Linked DNA regions of Oryza sativa: region 2 is linked to region 1. The links are chromatin contacts, called in public HiCAR-type maps. All regions are on one chromosome and are shown on one strand. The core of a region is the stretch at or near the end of the contact, and the rest is flanking DNA. Distances in the headings are between cores, read along the strand shown.

What was found. HiCAR-type assays count read pairs that join an accessible place to other places.
Region 2: a contact with region 1 is called in a HiCAR-type map of leaf, with 3 times the contacts expected there. The contact joins the promoter of LOC9271360 here to the promoter of LOC4346996 in region 1. A contact is called at or near these places in 1 of 15 Hi-C or Micro-C datasets (seedling) and 1 of 4 datasets of contacts at active chromatin or transcription factors (leaf).

What each region holds. Positions count from the first base shown.
Region 1 is chr9:18,387,878-18,391,494 of ASM3414082v1, reverse strand. LOC4346996 reads right to left here and starts at 1,892. Exons shown (of 1, transcript XM_015755436.3): 1 at 1,322-1,892. The coding sequence starts at 1,823. The coding sequence ends at 1,527.
Region 2 is chr9:18,839,641-18,843,388 of ASM3414082v1, reverse strand. It overlaps LOC9271360 (cysteine-rich receptor-like protein kinase 43), which reads right to left and starts at 2,470. Exons shown (of 3, transcript XM_015795683.3): 1 at 1,655-2,470. The coding sequence starts at 2,129.

The DNA.
Region 1 (3,617 bases), core at 643-3,142:
ATAAAAAATAAAAAAAAAGGTAGGGCCCACCGTCAGCCACGAGCTGACTAAGCTAATCAACGGGGTCAAAGATGCCACGTAGAATAAAACCTCCTACGAAACCCCCTAGAGAGTCAATTTGCAACGGTTTTGGGAGTAGGGGGACACGTTATACCCGATTTTGCGGTCTAAGGGATGTGATTCATTCACGGGCATGAGTTGAGTGAGGCAAAGTAGACTTAGCCCCAAATGCCATATGGGCCCGCTGGAGTTTGTTCCTGAATTGGGCTGGAGTTTGGTCAGGAGTGGATCGCCTGACCGCTGCGCCGCTGACCAGACGGCGCCGTGCTCCACTCTAAGTCGCCGGAGCTCCGCGTCCTGCCCGGCGCCCGACTACGTATGTTCCCCTCTCCGCTGCTTCCACGCGCGTCCAGAGGCCCGAAGCTTGCCTCCCCGTCCACCTACGGAGCAATCTGCTCGGCATCAGTCTCCTCTCGCCTCGCACGCAAGTTGTTCGACGAAATGCCGGGGCGGGACAAGATCCCGCCGCGCGCGTAATTGAAGATGATCCCCAAGAACCGAGGGTGGCGGATTCGCGAAGGGGCCCGCGGCCGGACCACCCCCGTTACGGCGGTGCTCCAGTTGCTGCCGACGCCGGGTGGTGTCCGGCAGGTGTGCACTTTGACGTCTACGGTTTCGGCATCGTCGTCCTCAAGATCGCCTCCGGCCGGCGCCACGTGTCTCAGCCATGGTCTCGGAAACCATCACTGTCATTAATTCTAGAACTTTCTTCTCATGAATTGTCTTTCCAACACAGCATCCAAATCCAAGCGGCTCAATTATCTTGTGGATGTTGACAGCCAGGGCAGGTCGGCTAGCTTTTTGCTCGCCGCGACGTGGAGGTCAGGCGACGCGAAGCCGATGGATCCTTCTTCCTCCCGGTCGACTGCCGTGTCAGCAACTCCAGGTGGAGAAACGACTGGTCAAACTCAAACAGTCTCATATCTTCTAGCTCTTCAACCATGTCAAAGGTACACGTAATTAACCTCTCAGGTTCAGCACCAAATGACTAATTGCTTCCTAGTTCCTTGTCAATGTTTGCAACCTCATTCCGTATGACCCTTTTTTCCCCAAGTTTCATTAATATTTTGTTTTTCTATGACTATTAACTATTGATGAGCTAGTAGACTGTAGACTATGATGGCATAATGATACCTTGCAGTCTGAAGTCTGAACTAATTCATGAACAATCTGAACAGAGTTGCTGAAGAGAGGAGGGCCGGAGAATGATCAAATCAAGAACCACCGCACGAAAACATCCAAGGATTGTTTTGCTAAGATATAAGCAAGGTAAGTAAACTCGATCACTGATATTTTACAACACAAACAAGAGAGGGGAATAACATGTACATCTGGTGTGCTACAACCAACAGCTAAAGCTCTGAACCATGCAGATAGACATCACAGTAAACAGCATGTCAGCATGGACAGGCATCAGGTACTAACTCTCCGATCTCACAAAAAAAAAAAAGATCATCATCGATCGATCACTCCCCGACCGGGATGGCGCCGCCGGCGCGGCGGAGCGGGGAGAGCGACCGGGATGCCCGGAGCGTCGTCGCCGGGCAGCGGCCGCCGCCGGCCGGCCGCGTCTCCAGCAGCTGCAGCTTGAGGAGGAGCTCCCTGGCCTCCTCCTCCTCCTTCTTGATCCTCATCACCTGGCTGTGGATCAGGTACACTCCATCCTGCTGCTGCTGCTGCTCCAGATAATCCCCGACCGCTGATCTTCTTGCTCCCTGCAGCTGATCCCTCTCCTCCATTGGAGCTGACCTCGAAATCGCCATGGAATTAAATCTCAATTGCTTCTGCTGCTGCTGCTCAATTGTTGTGATGACACAGGTGTTCTTGTTGTTGTTTAGCCACAGGAGAAACTTGATATATATAGAGAGAGAGATGAAGAAGAAGATCAGGGGGGGGGGGGGGGGACTGGAGAGAGATGGTCAGGGTTCGCTTGCTTGTGAGGTGATTTTTGGCGGGAAAGCGACGGCGATGGCGCGAGAGGGAGGAAACGTGGGGCGGTTTCCCAGCAGTCGTTTTGGCGGTTGGGGGAGTGGGGAAAGAGGACGCCACGGTTGGCTTTGGCTATCCATCTGGACCAAGGACAAATCTCCGCGTTTTTTTTTCAATGAAATATATTTTCAACATCGTGAATTAATTGCGAGAGATATGCATCTGATCATCTCCCCCTTTTTTTTCTTCTTTGCCTCGAGTATTTTCCACGTCGTGAATTAATTGCACGAGATATTTGTGCACTTCATTTCCGTGGCTGCTTTTCTCGGTTGTCTGACCATGCTCTTTGCATACGTACGCGTATGGTTCTTGAGCATTCAAAATATACAGGTTTTTTGGGATTAATTTTTTTCTTTTTATGATGATCGTGGGGATATTCCATTCAAAAAAAAACCATTCAAAATGACTGGGGGATAAATGGTTTGGATTGGTGATGTTCTTCGTTCTAATGCAACGAGAAGGTGTTGATGTAGGGCCGTTTTGGATTAAAGCCAAAACATGGCCCTACTAAAATTTTGGAACTTTAGTAGTAAACGTGCTAGTTAGGATTGAAGCCAAACAATTGGTAGTGACCACGTTTAATTTGGCTACATTCTAGAATCTTCTTCACTCTCATACTAAATTTTGGCTTTATATTGGTATTAAACCAAACATAGACCAGCTAACTTTGCCCTAAAAAAAATTGGTAGTGCCAAAATTTAATTAATTGGTTTGGTAGGGTAGAAAAATAAATAGGCCTATGCTCATCGCAAGATATCATCCAATCGTAGAAGAACACGTACGTGCCGTCTAAATGTAGGGAACGACGACGAGTCGACGACCCAAGTCCAAGGCTGACAAGCTTCCCAGCTTCTCGAGGACTACTAGCTAAGCTGGTCTGCTGGTGTAGTGGTGTGCCGTGAACCAACAAGAAAGAACACGGAATTAGAACAGTAGATTACCACGCAGACAACGTGTTCAGATATCTCTGACGAAACGTAAACAGTGAATCGGATAACGCTTCCAAACCCGACCCCTACTTTGTTGACATGCTAGAAGGCACCACAACCACACATTTGTTTCACGGAACGAGGATAGATAAACTCACATAAACACACACATGTACACATAACATGCATCCGCAAAGCGGCAAATGCAAAGTAAATCTGCACTGTGCAAGTAGGCTGCAAACTATGAGATGACCAAATGGGCAGCCCAGCCCGGACACTACCGGGCCCAGACTGAGATCAGTCAGTCTGGCACACCCCGACCTACATGTTAGGCTATACCATGCACGCGCACGGGCTGCACCAATCCAATAAGACTCGGTCCATGTTGGGCCGCCCTAAAGGCACGATATCCTATCGTGCTTCGCCAAGAATACGTCTATTTTTTTCCTCCCACATCTTTTGGCTCGTGTATTATATGGTTGAATAAGTCTATTTTGCATTTCGCCTCTTTGGGTTGTGCATTATATGACTGAATTTAAGTTTATTTGGATCCCTCAACTATTTTCTTCTGTGTTCATTGGACCGTGCCGTGCTGGACCGGCCCACCGTGCCAAGGCATCAGCCCAATTGTCAAGGCCG
Region 2 (3,748 bases), core at 1,221-3,720, 450 kb before region 1:
TAGCGCATGCGACCAAAACCAGGCGAATCATAACAAGATCGCTACTGCAACCTTATTATAAAAGATCAATTACTTGGAGCAGGAGAGTTTGTTACGTGCAGTACATTCTGAGGACTGAGGTTAGAGCCGGCACCGGCAGCCAGCTGGCTTCCTAAAATCGCACGCGTGCCTAATAGGAAAACAGCCGAGAAGCCCTGCCTTTGCAATTTTGCAAAATAGACTATTTGATTAGGTGATTGAATTTTGCAAAGTACTAGAGACTTTGATTATGTGATTGATCAGAAGCCTTGGCCAAAGTTCATAGATGAAGTCCTGCCTTTGCGATTTTGCAAAATAGACTTTTGATTATGTGATTGAATTTTGCAAAGTAGAGACTTTGATCGTGTGATTGATCAGAAGCCTTGGCCAAAGTTCATAGATGTGGTTGCTGATGATAGATCGATCTTGGACTCGGTACTGCTACTAGTACGACACGGCTTCTGTGACTGCTGCGTCTTCTTCCAAAATCCCAACAGGGTAGCGATGTGGAGACGACGCGTCGCTGTACTTGTCAACGACTCTGGTCATCCACAACCATCACTGTGCCATAGTTATTGAATGTCTAATGCACCAAGCTATCCGTGGCCTATTTGGTTTATTACTAATGTAATAATGCAAGTTATCCCCAAATTTTCATAAACTATGCTTTTGTTGTTGTTAAGATTTTGGAAGTGTGTGAGCTTTAGTTGGCTTTGCCTAACAAAAACTTTGGGAGGCGTTTGGCAAATGGGCTTGGAAAAAGAATATATTACCCATCAAAGGATAGTTTTTATCCTAACCATACAATTCTTCTCATCTCATTCCATCCTAAACCTTCACTCATTTTTCTATCACAGTCCCATTCCTTGTAACCAAATGGTGGTTTGCTGGGAATGCTGGGTTTTATTCAACAAACCAAATGGGTTGATGGTTCCTTGAGTTTCTATTTTTCTTTTTGGTAAGCCAAACAACCACTAATATCCAGAGAGATGCTTCCAATTTTAATTTGGGAGGAATTTCATTTAAGAGAATTTGGGAGGAATCTTGAAACGTACAAGAACAGTTAAGCATACTAGTTTTGAATGAATGGAAGAGTTTTTCCAGGTTCCTATGGAAGCTACTACTATCTCATAAACAGGGAAAACAAACAGTTGGGAAATGCAAGACACAATTTTTTCAAGAACGAACAAATGAACATATGCCCTATCTTGTAGTAACAAATCTGCCTCAAATTTTCCATGCCTGATTAATCCGATTTTATCTCTAAGACTCCAGATAATGCAAGTATGCAACTCAAAACTATAATTGTGCCACAGTGTGCAAATGCAGTGAGCTAGTAGTAATTGTTAAGAGAAGAGCTTTGTCAGCAACAGCAAAGCATCTAGTAGCAGCCGTATTTTAATTTGTTAGATAGATAGATCGATGCATCGGTGATGACCACCCGCTGACGCAAGCAATGAGCTGTCCTAGCAACAAGAAACAGTGCACGCGACTTTTCCAAGCATTGAACTGATAATCCGATCCCCAAAAAAAAAAAAAAAACGACGCGTCCATCGGATGATTAAACTGGTTCCGTTCACGCGGTGAAAATTTTGCGGAAGGCAATGGCGAAGGAAGAAGAAATTGGAGTACTCACAGTGGAAGTTTCGGGGCGGCGGCGGAGGGGAGGAGAAGAGGATCTTGTCGAGGCTCTCGTTGGGGACGTACTCGTAGACGAGGAGCTTGTCGTCGGGGCCGTGGGCGCAGTAGCCGATGAGGTTGACGACGTTGCGGTGCTGGACGCGGGAGAGGAGGGTGGCCTCGTTGCGGAACTCGCGGGCGCCCTGGCGGGACCCGGCGCCGAGGCGCTTGACGGCGACCTCCCGGCCGTCGGCGAGGCGGCCGCGGTAGACGGGGCCGAACCCGCCCTGCCCGAGCTTCTGCCGCTCGGAGAACCCCCGCGTCGCGGCGCTCAGGGCCTCGTACCGGAACGCGCGCTGCTCCCTCGCCGCGATCGCCTCCAGGTCCGCCTCCTCCTCCTCCCGCCGCCGCCGCTCCGCGCCCCCGCCGCGGCGGGAGGACGACGAGCTGAACGGCCGTGCGATGCGCTCCAGGAGCTCGCGGGGCTTCATGCCCTGCTGCCCCCCTGCCTCCCCCGCCGTGGCTCTACTTGCTGCTGCTGCTGGCGCGGGCGCGGCGGCGGTGGTGGTGTTTGGTTGGGTTGGGGATTGGTGGGTGGGGTGGGGTTTTGGGTTGCCGTGGTCGAGGAGAAATGTTTCAGAGATGTCGCCGTCGGCGTCGGCTGGGGGGCGCGTCGCGTGGCATCACGGGCTCACGGCACTCCACGGCGAAGCGCAGCGCCGGGGAGGAGAGAAAGTCAGGGAGACTGCGCGTTGACAAAATGGGCACACCGGCGTGTATGCGGCTGGAACAGGTCGGGGGTGGAGGGGTTGAAGACGACTCGAAAGCAAATGGAAGAAGACTCCAACCCGGGAGAGCTTAGCAGGATAAAGGCTCAGTTTAGGGTGTGTTCAGTTCGCGAAAAAAAAATTTGAGTGTCACGTCAGATATTTGACCGAATGTCGAAAGGGGTTTTCGGACACGAATGGAAAAATTAATTTCATAACTCGGCCGGAGTTCGTGAGACGAAAAGTTTTGGTGTGTCACATCGGATATACGGACACACATTTAAAGTATTAAACATAGATTGATAACAAAACAAATTACAGATTCCGCCTAGAAACTGCGATACGAATTTATTAAACCTAATTAATCCGTCATTAGCAAATTTTTACTGTACCACCACATTATCAAATCATGGATCAATTAGGCTTAAAAGATTCGTCTCGCAATTTACACACAATCTATGTAATTAGTTTTTTTCTATATTTAATACTCCATGCATGTGTCCAAACTTTCGATATGACAGGGTGAAAGTTTTTTTGCATGAGAAGTAACAGGGCATAAGTTGTTTATTTTCTTTTACGGACACGTAAAAAGAATTACACGGCAATATAATAGAAGAAGAGAGCAGAGTTTGATTACATATACATAGAAGATAAGCTACTAAGAAAGAAAAAAAAACTCTTATCGCAAGGGAGGGTGGAGTAGGGGGTTCCACTACACTCCGGCATACGTCGTTTAGATATTTTTCTAAAACAAACTTGTCTAGTTTTAATCAAATTTGTAGGAACTATCAAAATAGATATTATAAATGTTGTTGTATTTTCTATAAACTTGATCAAATTTTTAAAATGTTTGATTTAAAAAAGTCAATGAGACTTATGATATGGAACGGTGGGGGCGAATTTTTTTTCTTTTTTGCAATACAATCTACTACTACATCCGTTCCGTTATAAGTCGTTTTGATTTTTTTTAAAACTTTTTTTTAGTTTGATCAAGTTAGCAACATCTACAATATTAAATTAATTTCATTAAATATAACAGTGAATATATTTTGATAGTTTGTTTGTTTTGTGTTAAAAAATTGTTATATTTTTATATAGACTTCATCAAACTTAAAAAATTTTGACTAAGAAAAAAATATTTTTAATATGAAATGGAGGGAGAGTATTTTGTATATAGTACAACTTGTACCATAGAAGATTTATTGTATTTTTATGGCATGTTCGAAGTTAGACGATACGTGTTTATTTAAAGACTATATACATATTCTTCTAATAGATTAAAAAAAATTTAACTAGAAATAAAAATAGTTTTATTACAATTCTTTCTTCACCTAATGGAGCAA